2 separate regions of the Drosophila melanogaster genome follow, and region 2 is linked to region 1. A link is a contact called in public Hi-C data. All regions are on one chromosome and are shown on one strand. The core of a region is the stretch at or near the end of the contact, and the rest is flanking DNA. Distances in the headings are between cores, read along the strand shown.

Evidence for each region. Hi-C and Micro-C count contacts between places; a contact is called where the count stands out from the background.
Region 2: a Hi-C map of the Kc167 cell line shows a contact between it and region 1, with 2.1 times the contacts expected there. The contact joins the promoter of Lim1 here to the promoter of Vsx1 in region 1. A contact is called at or near these places in 5 of 107 Hi-C or Micro-C datasets (the Kc167 cell line, embryo, eye imaginal disc and 2 more).

Annotation. Positions count from the first base shown.
Region 1 is chrX:5,590,461-5,597,979 of dm6, forward strand. Vsx1 (Visual system homeobox 1) reads left to right here and starts at 3,795. Exons shown (of 3, transcript NM_001297969.1): 1 at 3,795-4,630. The coding sequence starts at 4,087.
Region 2 is chrX:8,801,438-8,808,956 of dm6, forward strand. It overlaps Lim1 (LIM homeobox 1), which reads right to left and starts at 4,367. Exons shown (of 7, transcript NM_132277.3): 1 at 3,527-4,367. The coding sequence starts at 3,569.

The DNA of each region.
Region 1 (7,519 bases), core at 2,545-5,044:
CGGGCAAAACTAAATTATGGCCAAAATGGTGTTGGCTTTCTGGCTGGCTGCCACTTATGTGCCACTCACACATCCACAAAACGTCCGCAGCGACACATACACACATCCCATATGTAAATAAGCGTATATATATATATATCTGAATATACATATATTGTAGTACAACCCGGACTTCCCCATTTTGGAGTTCGGAGTTCGTAGCGTGTGCATGAAACATGTAATTATGAAATTAACGATTTCCAAGTGGCTCAAAGCGACGTCGCCATTTGGGAGCGTGTCAGCCAGTCAACCAGTCAGCCAGGATAACGCAAAGGAACGGCAGAACAATGGCCAGGATAATGTGGCGCAAGGATGCACAAGTGTCGGTTTGGGTACAGTCTGTATTTTGAGAGTTCATCTCAAATGTTGCAAACCCCTTCCGCTGATTAGCTGCTGCTTTTTGCCAATAAATGAATGAGTCATTTTGGGTTTACATATTTTTAAGGATAATCAGGTTTACAGAGGCGATACTTTTCTTTCCATAGGAAAAGTTCAAATCAATTTAGCACGTTAAAACTTAACATACATAAGAGCTAAAATATCAATTGTCTACATAAAAACTGATACTACAGTTAAATGATATCAAAAGCTATAAATTGGTTTGATTATGAGCCTAAAAAACCTAAGTGTAAGCAATGTAAGACGCATATAACACAACGGGGTACATCGCTGTTCAAGGACATCATTTTCCAGATCGCAACCGATGCCCCAAGCCCTTTCAACGCAATTCCCGCGGAGTGATTGTGGTTTTGTCATTAGTCAAATGGCAGCCAAGGTTATTTCTGGTTAAGCAACAACAATGGCGAAAACCGGTGGCTAATATATGCGGTCGTATACGGATAATGCCGAACGATTTCAGTTCCAGTTCCAGTTCCAGTTCCAATCCAATCCAATCCAATTCAGTTCAGTCCGATTCAATCCAATTCCCCGGGGACTCCGGGCAAAGTGAGCAAAAACAAAAAGCCAAAAGCGATGCAATCGTTGGCAGATGTTCCTTTCACCTCTTCGCCTAATTAGTTGAGCCATTCGAGGCTTTTAGCCTAATGAGTAGCGTGTCTGGGGTGTCGGAGTTTGGTTGCTGTCGCTGTTGTTGTCTCAAGATCGCCGGATCAAAGGATCAATCAACAACCAATAATCGATGTGAGTTTCCCATTTGCATTCAACAATAGGTAAAAAAAAAAAAAAAGCCGGGACTCAAGCAACTGCTGCGCCCACACCAAACGAATATAGGAATATATATATATATGAAAACGACTTATTCCAAATGCATCTCGAGTGGCCGTCGAACATCAAACAAAAAAAGGCGGCGCTGAAAAAATGTGAAATAAAGAGCCGCATACAAAGGCTTTTAGCCCATGAAGTGGACGTTCTGCATATGGAATCTGAAAAATATATGTATATATAAATATATATATATATATATCCACAGAATAGACGCCAGGCCCGCCTCCATTTGTATTCGTGATTTATGCGCCGTCTCTTTGAGGCTCAAGTGCAGATTACATTATAAATATGAAATAATGCTCGAGGTCCTCGAGGACAATGCGAAACGGAAACTCCTTTTATCGAACTTTTGTGTCCTGACCACTTCTGTTTCACTGGCAAGTCATGTGAGGATGGCTGCGAACCAATTACGGGAGGGGGGGGGTGTTGGTTGGGCTCCAAACAAATAATGTTGGACCCTTTCATCCCAAAGGATTCAATTGTTTGCGCATCAGGATTACGTTTACGCGTGTAAACTAATAAAATGGTGTTTAAAGGCTTTACTTACACATTTGTGTGGTGCATTTGAAAGAAAGTCACTTATATTGTAAATGATAAAAACATATTCGTATTCTTGATGTTTGTATTTCCCTTAATTACGCACTTTCCATCGTTCAATTGGATTTGTTTCATGTATATTTTTTTTTTGTTATATTTTTTTATTTACAATGCCACTTGAGACGGCAAATGCGAAGATTAAAGCGAAAAATGTCATTCAGATGCTATCAAAATTGTCAGTTTTAATGGGTTTTTATTAATGGCGATGGTAAATGGTTGGATGATTAAAGACTCATTTTACATTGGTTTACACATGTAAGGTGAATTGAATATGGTAAATCAATAGTCCAATAAATACGTAATTACGATGATATACATTTAAATCCGACTCGAGATTTCCACAACTTTTGGCTATGAACATTATTATAATATTATATGTAATATAAGAGTACGCATATGAAGTAACCATTTAATATTTAATTACCAATTACATTTCAATCTAACTATGGCTTAAAACAACTAACACAACCACTCTAAGTCATACACCCACACGATTTTCACTGTGTAGTTTTAGTTACTGAGTGCTAATTACTTAAAATATCCGGCTGACAGGACCAAAAAACCAGCGAAAAAGTGGATTGGGCGATCGGTTGGCCTTGTGGGCTGACTAATTGCTAACCAAGCAGTTAATTGAAATGGCATATTGATTATGCAATTGTTATGCAATGCGACTAATTAATGTTTGCAAGTGCAATCTGGCGCGAGAGTGGCGGGCAGAGGATGGGGATAGAGAGTAGGCGGCTGTCGCAGCTAATCGATAAGAGAGAGACGGGTATGGCCAGAAGAAAAGAGACGTGGCGAGCGAAGCTTAATTAACATGACCAACTTTGGCCTGAACAATGCTCGTAATTTGGGGAAAAACGTGGAAAGCGGAAGCGGAAAAGCGCAGGGGACTTAAAACTTCCAGGAAAAACTTTACATGCAGAGAGAAAATCGAATGGGAGAGCGAGAGCGGGAAAAGCGTGAAAAGTTTAAGAGAACAAAGACTCTTTTCGGAGAGACTCCAATTCGATTTGCAGGCCAACCGAATTCTTAACGTGTTACATGCATATCAAAAATAGTTTTAAATTTAATCAAATTTAATCAAATAAAAAAAAATTTACAATTTAGATGTAGTTCAAGAACGACTTAATCAAGTCGACGAAACAAAATTTACATCACCATGTGAGATCATTTTAATAAGCTATTCTATAATGCTATAAAAAAGATTTAATCCTATAAAAAAGTAAAACTAGTTATCAGTTTCTGAGCTTTACTAACATTTTGTGAGCCCCATAATTTTGGCGGGAACTATTTGGTAGAAAATCTTTATACGTGTTAGTAGTGATCATCCCATATAATTGTTTGTGTAATTGTGGCAATAATTCTAATCTTCGCCTTTATTCGTGTTTATTTATGAACTAAACAAAAAACAAGAAAATCGTAGAATGATAATTCCAATCGCACTCGCTCACACTCACACAGATGTAGAAATAGATACATATATATATACATATATAATTATATAGATAAGGACATATAGCATCATTGGCGTCGCAAAACAAACTGAAATCGAAGAGCCGAAAAACTCGGTGTGAAATGAAATCCCGTGTAATTAACACGCACACCAGCAGCGCTCACACGCACAGTGTGTACAGTGTACGTGTGAAGGACTTCCAGGCGAGAATGAGAGCGCACCATACGAATTGCAAGGGCGTGAGCGAGAGGGTTGGACGATAACCCCTCTGCATTGGAAGTTCGCTGGCGCGTGAGCGAGACGACTGCAGCGCTGTCGCTCGTGCCATCCCGTTTACGCTCGCAAAGATGGCGCTGCAAGTTGTTTGTGCCCGACCGCCTGTCTGTGTGGGAGCGAGCAGCGACGCCGGCAGCACAGTCGACGCCGGCAGCGACGTTCAAAGCGACGCTTTTGCTGGCGTGCAATTCGCTTTTCAATTTCAGTTCGTTTTCGAACGCCGCACCGAACGCTCCAGCGCTCAAAAATACACAATTAGATAAAAACAATAAAAGCAAATCCACAATTGCAACCCACACAAGTGCGTGAGTGAACTTTTTTTCCTGTGTAACGTGTACGTGTGCGTGTGCTTGCCGCAGCTGCCATGAGAGTGTGCAATAAATAGAAACTTGGGAACTCCAATCGTTTTTTCGAAAACAAACTGCAAACTGACAACCCAACAAAGGGGTTTCGCATACAGTGTACCACCAATAATCGAAGTACCGTCGGCAAAAATGCAGGCCACCAAGATGCGTACGCCGTTTGCCATTCAGGAGATCCTGGGACTGGGCGCCTATCAGCAGCAGGCCACTGCCAGTGCCACGCCCTCCGAGGCGCCACCCTCGCCGGCCGCCACGCCGCCGCCCACAGCGAATACGCCCGCTAATGGCTCGCTATCCGCCGTACAGCAGCAACAGCAGCAGCAACAGCAGCAGCAGCAACAACAGCAACAGCTGCAGCAGCAACAACAGCAGGCGATTGATAGCCTCCGCGAATCCCGATCCATATCGCCGGATGTCTCCAGACTCTCGGCCGCTGCAGCGGCGGCGGCAGCGGCTGCCGCCCACTGCCAATTGCCCGTCTTCAATCCGGCCAACTTCTATGCCGCCGCCGGCTATGCCGCTGCAGCGGATCCGGGCAACGCGGCTGCAGCCCATCACCACCACATGACCACCTTGGCGGCGGCCGCCTATCTCCGGGGATTCCTGCCGCCCGGATTCAGCACGCCCCACGAGTTTCGGGGCCACTTCCAGCAGCACTTCGGCGCTCAGTTTGCAGGTGAGTGGCATTCCACCGATTGACTGGCCAATTACTATAGCTAGCATATCCGTTCACTTCAATGGGCTCAATGTATGAGAATTAGTGGCAAAAGTGGTCTTATTCAATATATATTCCAAGAGGATTCGTCGTATATGTTTCTATATGTTTCACTAAGTTCTACTTCAATCTTCAATGGGTTTTCAGTTGACCAAATTCAACTGAATTCCCTTTGCTGCAAGCGATTATCTAGCAGCAAACGTATTCCACTTGCAATTTGCCAGTCGGTTACATCAAATTCATATTCAAATTCAAACTCAAATGGGGAACAGCGGCCAACTTAGTTGGCTAATTGCGGGGAAGTGCGGGGAGCAAGGAGCTGTGTATGCCGGCGTGGAACACTCTGTTGCATCTGCTGTACGGGTGCAGCCAAGTGGCAACCGCATCTGTCTCCTGCATACCAAGCTCCGAACTTCGCACTCCGCACTCCGTGCCCCGAATCTCACGTCCTGCGTCCTTTTGCCCACCCGTAGGCGCAACTAATAAGCTCAAAGGGGTTGGCAATCGAGTTGCGTCCTCATCGGAGTTAAAACAATGATGCGACACGATTAAGCACAGGACAAAGAAGGAGTACGCCGGCCGAGGGGAGGTGACGGGGGTCCGAGCTTATTAATAACACTCGTGCACTCGAAAAAAAAATGTAACAGCAATGGAATATTGAGCGCAGAAGTTTGAAGATTAAGCACTTTTAAGCTGGTTAAATACTGAAATTTTTACGATTCTTTCGTTCGTAAATAGAATTCTACGCTATTTACTTATAATTTAATCGAAAATAAGAAATATTATTTGTGGAGCATGCAACTAAAGATCTAAAAATTCCACAGGGAACCCTGTGATTTTCATAGCAAACAAACTAATCGTTTCTCCCAGTGTACGCTAAAGAATGAGGGAGCAATAGAACAGGGGGGGCGTGGCAGAAGCGCTTTGTGAGCAGCAGCCGTCCTGTCAGCAAAGTGTGAAATCTCACACACACTTCACTCGAGCCACGATTTCGGTGCCTCTGTGTGTGTGTGTGTATTTGTGTGTGTGTGAGTGTGTGTGTATCGCTAATTAAGCGCATAATTTTCAGTGAAATTAGCAAACTCCAGTTGGCACGAGCATCCATTAAAATACGATAGCCACTGGAGCTTCATTGCATGAGATTAAAGCTCCGGAGAATTCGGTAATGGAAATTTAATATCAGGTTAATCTAATACGTACCAGTTGGAAATGTATATATTTTGACAAATTATATATCTTTTACATGATTTGCGATAGTATAATATTCGGATTATTGATATTATTGCAACTTAAGCATTCTCATACATTTCGTATCATCTAATGCGCTCAGTTTTCCAACCTAACAGCCACGCCCCCGCACAATTTTCGCCTGAATTGCCCATCTCCTTTCCGCACACTTTTCACACATTTTCCACGAGAACACACCAACACACACACCAACATCAACACCAACACACACGCACACATCGCAAACGCAATTGTAACCGAGAGTTACACGCACTTAATTTGTTAAATTTTCACACTTTACATCTGTTTATTTGTCATTCCGCTCCCTTTGTGTGGTTCCTCGGTTCGGTTTCTTCGTTTGTCATTCAGACATTCAGTCATTCCGTCATTGTCATTCCGTCATTGTTGACCTTTCCGGGAGCTGCTGGCAGCCACTTTAAAGTGGTCTTTATCTGGCTCTACTTCTAGTTCTACCTATGCACTGAGCGAAAAGTCTGCAGCGTATATTAAAGATCAATTTAATTGCTAGTTTGCAAGCCTGCAGAATTGTGGTGTTTTTTTTTTTTGTTTTTATTGCTGCACGTGAAACAATTTAATATTATAATCATAGTTCATCTAGTTCATGACCAATTCAATTCAATGAAAATCATTTTATGCGCCGCAAAGTCAAAGTCCTCGATGTGCTCGAGTACAAGTACATCGTTTTTATTTCGCCTGCATCCTGGCGGCACATCCTTAGCGACTTGTTCTCGTTAGTCATGCCCATCGTGGTCTATTTGCCGAAGGTCCGTTCGCACTTTGTTTGCACAACAGCAGAAGTTGAGACCCCGAGGCTCCTTGCGAGCGGTAAAAAAGGCAACAAATGCCGTGTCCTTTTACCACGGCCACTGGATACTAGCTGGATCCTGGGTGCAGGATCCGCAGGACACGAGGCGTTAGTTTCGGAGGCAAATTGTGTACAAAATAAATCGACTCGAGTGGTTAACCGCAGCTGTAACATTGGAAAAATGTAGGAGTGAGTGTGTGTGTGTGTGTGGAGGTGTGTGCAGCATCCTTTCAATTTTCCACTCCTCTCCGCGTTTTCTTTCCTTTCCTTTATTTTTCTTCTTTTTTTTTTTTTTGTCTGGCAAAATTGCTACTTGCACGTTGTTAGCCTTAATTTGAGTGGCCATTGAGGAGCTCTCTTTCTCACCTTGGCTTTCTGGTTCTAATAAATATTTACCCGAGAGATCCTTGGCGTATGTTGTGTCCTTTTGTTCGCATAGCTGGCGAACTATTTTTCTTTACCTTTTCTTTCTATCGTTGATATCTGCCTTGTGTTTGTCTTGTACCATCTTGTATCTTCATTTTTTCCTCACACATTTGGCTGAGTCGTCTGGTGAGCCATTTGGTTGTCAGCAGCGCCCCTTTTTCTCGCCCATTGTTGTCTTGCCACCTTAGTCATGGGCAATTTTTCCCTGCATTTTGTCTTAATGACAAATAATTGCAGACAAATTGGTTCCCCTAATTGTGTTTCCCTTAGGAGAAAAAAAAAACATTTTTTACAGCGGATGAACGACTTTGGGAAAGTGTTTTGCCACAGTTTCCATTGATTGAGAGATTAAGAAATTAACTTGAGTAATT
Region 2 (7,519 bases), core at 3,117-5,616, 3.2 Mb after region 1:
GTGGCGCTGCAAGGGGGCAGAGCTGCAAAAGGGGACACAGGCGACGACGTTGCCTTATACCATCGGCCAAGTTTCAGTTTCAGTTTGTGGCTCGGTTTCGGTTCGCTTTGGTTTGGGCCAAGCCCCGGATTGCAGAAATTGAAAAGTTCCCAACAGTTGGGGGGCCCCTCATAACTCTCATAGCACGGGACAGAAGACAGGGACAGAGGACAGGAACAGACACGGAGACAGAGACGGCGACAGGCGTCAGACAGAGATGGAGAGCGGTGACAAGAGCGAGAGGGGGCGATCAAATGGACTATGGTAAAGGATTTCATATTGTCCATATTCAAATAAAGGCATTGCAATTTCTCAACAATGGCAGGTTATCAGTTTAAGCCTAAACTACGTAAACAAATTAAAAACATAAAAGTATTTTAGATTTGTAATAATGGATTTCTTCATATAAAAACTGAAGGCACGCTAAGAAAAGATGTATAATTTAGTTTGCTGTTCTACAAAGTTCTAAAACCGCCTCGATTTTGTTTTATTAGACTCTTCGGCTGACTTCCGCCAATCTGCGTCTTGGATCGAGCGACTTTATTGTAATGACTTTTAATTTGAAAGTGGCGTTGATCGAGAAACGGGTTTCCAATTACCAATTTTGTGTGTGTGTGTGTGTGTGTTTCTTTGTTCCAGCCAGCGATAGTTTGGCGACCGACCACCGGAGAAGGCAGTGAAAATCGCACAATATATTGACAAGAAGAGAGGGTCTCAACGCCTCATTATGCATGGCAATTTATGGGCCGTGCCACGCCCTGGAACTAGACCTTAACCCCTCACTGTCGACTTGCAGTTTGAAGTTGCTAAATGCGGCAGCTGCATAAGCACGGCTGCCGTGTCTACGCTTCTTGCTTCTTGCCCCATAAATCAACGAAAGGATCCATAGAGCCGTTGATGGACAAGTTGAAGCTGCAGTTGAGTCCACGTTGCTGTCGTCGTAAATGTCCAACAGCGCAGGTCTAAAAACGGCTAGAAAAATCACATTTCCTTGGACAAAAGCTTCCACGGAAATAATGTTGCACAGAAACAGAGGAGCCACAGACCCCACGATCCCATCCTGCCTGCATACATTCGAGTATATACATATGTATGCATGAGCCTACTACACCCCATAATCGTAATCTTCGGGATCGTAATGATCTTCCTTTGTGGCCAGTCATAAATGTTGATGAACAGCAGCGCAAACTTTTGTCGAAGGCGTTGCCGGTCTGAGCTTTTGTTGCTGCTGCTGCTGCTGTTGCACGTTGCTGCTGTTGCACGTTGCTGTTGCTGCACGTTGCTGTTGCTGCATGTTGCTGCCGTGTTCGCTAGCAGCAACATAAAAATTGAAAAGATGCTGCCACCAAGATATATGCGAAGAAAAATGAGCAGTCGACCAGAGAAATGGCCGATGATATTGGTAATTGAACGACGAGGGGTTACCCTATTCTATTGAAGTTTTGAAAACTAAATTCCTTAAGAATAAACACATTACCAAAGATTCAACGACCTAAATTGGTATCCTATCTTAAGTATTTCCAATACATTTTTTCCATCTCATTTCAAAACCTTAACTATACCATAAAAAATTGGATATCTTTCCTGATTCCAAATTACTTTACGAACTTTCGAAAAAAGATACAGCTACTGCGCGGAAAAGTTATCTTCATTAAGCCGAGTTATATTCAGTGGTACTTTACTTTGTAGTTTTCCCCAACTAAATGCAAGTTAAGTTCATAACTGCCAACACTTAGTCATTAGCTAATGGGTATGTCTATGAGCGAGAAATAAAACAAAAACAAAAAAATCCAACCGAGAAACAGTAGAAGCAGGAAGAAGAAAGCTTGGCAGCTTTACGACTCCACTTGGCATCAGTCCGCCGTCGTAAGGTGGCCCACTGTGCGGGTCTACGGCTTCCTGAACATCCATTTTCCAGTCAAATGTCGACAGCTTTTGACTTGAACCGCCCCCGGAGCTGCAGGCCCCAAGCCCAAAAACCCCAACAGTTCTCTAGCCAATTTATGGGGGAAGTAAGGTGTCGGCCGCTGTATGTCCAATGTCAACAAGTTAAATGGAGAATTTGCAGTTGCAATTTCCATCGAACCTCACTGGTTCGAAAACGAAGCTATTGAGGATTTTAGAATATTTTTGAAAAATTTTTTGTGGTATAAAATACCTTACTACATTTTTACTAATATGTACTTAAATCATTTCTCATTTCATTTCTTTTGATAAGAATCCAAAATATACTCGAAAAGAGTGTTCGGTCTCTAAATCTCTGCAGATCCTTAATTTTGTAGTTTATAAATGTTTTTTATAGTTATTCAAATTGATGGGGAGCTACATACATACATATAAACGAAATATTCCTCACCAACTAATCACAAAATACAAAACTAGAGGGGAGCCTTCATTTCTGAACTTTTTGCTCCCTTTTTACTATTTTTTTTTTTTTTTTTTTTTTTTGTTCCTGACATTAAACAGTCAGCAAAAGTGAAAATTTGACAGAGAGCAAATGAAATAAAACAAAAGCCAAAAAAAATGAGATGGGGTAGAGGAAGAACGGCAGAAGAAGAAGCTGAAAAACTTTGACAACTGCGCAAAAGTTTTTCAGTCCAAAAACGAACGGGAAAACAAGAGGAGGAAAAACAAAACCGAAACAAAAACAGATGAACAAGAACTTCAAAAGCATACAAAATGGTAATGCGAAAAAGAGACGGCAGATGGACGACGGGGCATTAGACGCCCCTCTCCTCCTCGCCGGCGGTCCCCTAAAAACGGGAAGCAAGTTCAAAAGTGCAAAAACTTTGCTGCTGCCCAGCCGTCGCCATTAAAAACTCCTTGGCCATCTTAACCCATTGCGGGCAAGCGGTATTGTATTAACCCACCATCCTAGGGATCGCATTTCGCCGATCCTTCAAGGGGTTGACTTCCTTTTAAGGACTTTCGACCGCACTCGACCCTACTTTTCTTATGTCTTTCTACCACCAGTTGAAAATCTAAGACCACATCCCGTCGGCATAGCGATCAAGCCATTTTTAATAGATTCCACTTTTTTGTCAGTACATTTTTCGAAAATTCACTTCTTTGCCATCTTTTAAAAGTATTTTTGAAATGTGTCATTGGTGTCATTGATCACTCGTCTACAGATTTTATAAACAATTTAAATATTATACGAAGCCTACAAACAGGTGTTTTCATTCTATTTCGATAGAGGACATCATGAATATTACTTAATCTAGATTAGATGTAAACAACTTCTATTTTCGATCTGTAAAATGTTTCATCCTTGACTTCCCAATGATATTATTCTATAGAACTACAAGCACAACTCAAAGATTTAGTGCTGATTCTTGGATGAAATGATTTCGATTGCAGTATCCTATATGTGACTAACCTTAAGAACTTGCCTGTTTGGGATTCTCACTGCAAACCCCCCAGATTTTCTATGTTTTCCTGGACCCTTAACCGCTTAATGCCTAAATTCCCCAAAACGATCACTTACCGATATTGTGCTGGCTGGTGTGTAGTACCGCCCCGAACGCCATCAGATGGTCCTTGGGCGGGGGGGCGCGGCTACCGAGGGCGGCGAACCCGTCGCCCAGATATGACGCCAGTGCGACGGCCCTCAGGGGCGCTTTTGAGGCCTCGGTGAGAATTTTGTTGTCGAATATCTTGATGCCGGGGGGATGGAGTTTTTCTTTTTTTCGGGGGGGTTAAGAGTGACTGCTTTTTTGGGGGGGCCGTCAATGGGTTAAGTCCCGCGTGTGTGTGCGTATGTGAACGAGGCGCGCGTGGGTGTGGATATATGTGTGTGTGTGCGGGTGCGGAAGCGAGAGAGAGAGGGAGAGAAAGATAGGAGCGGGCCCCAACTGCACACTTAACGGTTAACGCACATAAAGACTGGGTGGCAAGGTGCGAGCAAGAGGGGGATAGCACGTGTGTGCCGGCGGCAAATTTGGCAAAACAAAAACAAAGCGCGAAATTCCGCTCCTCTTTGAGTTGAAGAAACTTCCTCCGCTTCTATTATGCCTTATATTCCAGTATTTCTTTAGTTGTTGTATATGAAATTGATTCTTTTCTTTTTAAACACTTTGCACTATCGGCTTTTCGGCGATTCCTTGGTTTTGTTGTATTTATGTGTTGTATATTCTTCTTGTTGTTCAAGATTCTCACTTGCAAAAAAATTTGAACAACGGCAAAAATTCTCGGTTTTCGATCTCGCGGCGGAACGGTAAACAGCTGACTAACGGTAAACGGCTGCGTTGGCTCCTTTTTCGAGCGTTGCCTCGTGCGCTTTGCGTTTTGCGGGCGCTTCACGCGAACGTCAAACAAAAACTGAAAACGGAAAACGGCAAACGCGACGGCAAAGCGGACGGCCCGATTACCGATAGCTGCCAGCCGAGCGCACACGCACACACACGAACGGCGAGCCGAAGCGGCGACGAATGGCGCGCCTGGGTGCGAGCGAGATGCTAGCAGGCGCATCGCTCGCACTCGTGCTACCGAATGCGGCAAGCAGTGCTCGCATATTTCGCCTGCGCCAGAGCGAGATGCAGCGAATGTTGAGCTGGGGCTGCTGCGACGCCGACTGCGCTGCTGGCGGCGCTGCAATGGAGTCGCAGGCTCTCTCGCTCTCGCTTCCGTCGCTTCTCCTGGCTCTCTCGTGTTGGGCATGAAGAAATCATATTATTCTTAAATAAAAAAATTGTTTTTCAAAACGTTTTCTAAAAAAATGGAAAAAATATGACTAGAATATTTGGTATGCATATCTAGATTATTATTAAAAATATTTTGGAAAAGGATATACAATTTCATAACAATTGGAAAAAAATATCAAGAAATCTTAATTTTTTTTCCTTTTTTAGGATTTAATTTAGGTGATTGTTCGATAATACACAATATAAGTTCTTTGAAAATTTTGATATATTTAGCATGATAACTAAATATTTAGTTAGCCTTACTAGATGCTTGTTAGATTCATAAGATTTTAAAAATCCAAAAATTCACTTTTTTTTTAAATTCTACACACATTCTTCTGTTGATCTTGGGCTTTTGATCCTTTTCTCAAGATTGGTGCTGGCGTTGTTCCTGTAAGGATATTTTTGGTTTTTGTTGCTGTTGTTGCCCTTCCATTTTGCCCATTGTTGTTGCAACACTGGCTCTCCTGCTCTCCAGCTCTCTTTTTTGCGGTTAGAGGGGGCGTTGCTAAGCAACTGGTTTTTTTATTGTTGCTTCATTGAGAGATGCGCAAAATGGCGCTCTCTCGCTCTCACGCTCTCCGGCCGTCGCGCCCTCTCGCTCACACTCGCTGGCCGGGCCAATGGCATTTTTCAAAGTGACATTTGCCCGCGTTTTGTCCCTTTCGCACTTGGCGGTGCTTGTGTGCGTGCCAAGGTAAAATGTCAAATGCTTTTCGACTGTCAACTGTTGGTCGCAAAAACTTTTTTCTTTCCTTCTTTTTTATTTTTAGTTGTTGTTTTTGTTCGGCTGCCTCTTCTGCAACTTGTGTTTGTCACTTGTCGTTAGCAGTGCGAAAGGGAGAGCACTAGTGGCGGGGGGTGGTGGGGGCGTTAGCTGGAGAGGGACGCCCCTTTGGCGTTTTAACGCACTGGAGACAGCAAGAAAAAAAAACGGAGGCGAAGAAAAAAAAGCAAAGAAAAAGTGTTAGATAAATTGCAAGTAACAAAAAATTAGTAGAAAAAAACATTTAAAATTGTGCAAAATATTATATCTTTTTCTTTTTCTTTAACAAATGCAATTTTAATAAGCTTTCGATTTAGATAAATCTATAGCAAGACACTTATCGTAAAAATAAACCAATACAAAAACCAATAAAAACCATAAGAAATAATATAGGATTCAAATTGCAAAAATGCCAAAGATCTAAACAAACAACAAGAAAAGACAAAACTGGATAAAATAAAAAAAATGCATAAAATAAGTGAGAGTAAAAGAGAACGCATTATAAAGGTCGGGGAGGAGGCTCCCGCTCTCATTCACTCCTTACGGTCTTCCCTCTCACTCACACTTCGATAGGAAGAAGAAGATGTTCGACACAAAATAAGGGGGCTGTGGTGGGTTAAAGAGCGCCGTTTGCTGTGTGCGTGGATGTGGGGTAGTCAAAAATATTGCACATTAGGGTGTTAAGCTGTGAAGTGCTTGCTTTTTGTTTTTGCGTGTGCGTGTCACTTTTCACTTGTTCTGCGCTATCGAAAAGTTATCGAAATCAGTTGATCTTTGACGGCCTTGAAAACTGCTTTGCCCCAAATTTAGTAAGAGCAAAAGGGATGAGGACATAATAGGAATGGAATAAAAAGGATATTGAAGCAAAAACACTTACATAACTACTCTCGAGGAATAAGATATTTATAATACACTTTTTGGCAAGCAACAAGTTATTTACATTCAAGACCCCAAAAGAACACAAGGAAAAGGAGAATGTCTTGGGTATAAGGAATAGAGGATAAGAGCCAAGCTGGGGATCCACCCACAGCACATTGTGATCCCTAATCTGTCATCTCATTCAGCCGCGCTCGTTACCTTTGGCTTTGCCTTAACATTACCTTTACCTTTGGCTTCTGTAACTGCTCAGGTTCCTCTGCTTCCTTTTTGCATCCCCTCTAGCTTCACTTGGCGTCCTGTCCTCATCTCCACTTAACCCACCTCCTTCCTTCCACCTTTGCCAACAAATGTCAGTTATCAAAAAATCGCAGTAGCAACGAAAAACAAGCAGGAGCACAACAGTTTTAAAACAATGTTCTTGAATACTCTTTCTGAAATCAAATGAACCCCATTTAACGAATAATTGTTCAAATCCAAGCCACAGTCACTATTACTTTAGATATTACTTTAGATGTCGGTTTTAAAGGAAAAATAAATATTTTAAATCTGGCCAGGTACCAAAATATTCGGACTTTTGGTGAGGGGATTGCAAAAAAAAAACGACTACTCGACCGAAAACAAACAAGTAGCGGTAAGAAAATGTTGGACAGGCCGTGATAAGCCGCAGCTAACTGCCACGCCCACACTGCAGAAACAGCACCGCCCACCTAAATGGGGCGGCAGTGGGGGTGGCAGGTCGATGGCCACAACAAAATCAACAATAAAAGCAAGAAAATCATGAAAGGCAAGAAAAGCGCGACGAACTTCGCGACGCGCCATAAACTTTTGGCAGGCGATATTTTTGGGGGCCGGGGTGTACAGCTGCGGTCAAGAGAATAGTGGCTGAAAAAAAAAAAAAAAATTACAAATTTTACAAAATTTGTGAAAATATTGTTAAATACTTTGTTTTTGAATATATCTTCGATATCTGTGCATTCTAAGCTTTATGATAATTTTGATTCCTCCTAACCTTAAATTACTATTTATTTATTGCGAAAAATGATTTGGATTCTGACAACAACGAAGAACGCGGCTCCCAAGTTTTGGGAGTCAAGTGGTTGCCCCGCCACGCCCACTTGCCCCTCCCATTCCGCCCCCTAAATGCGACCAGTCA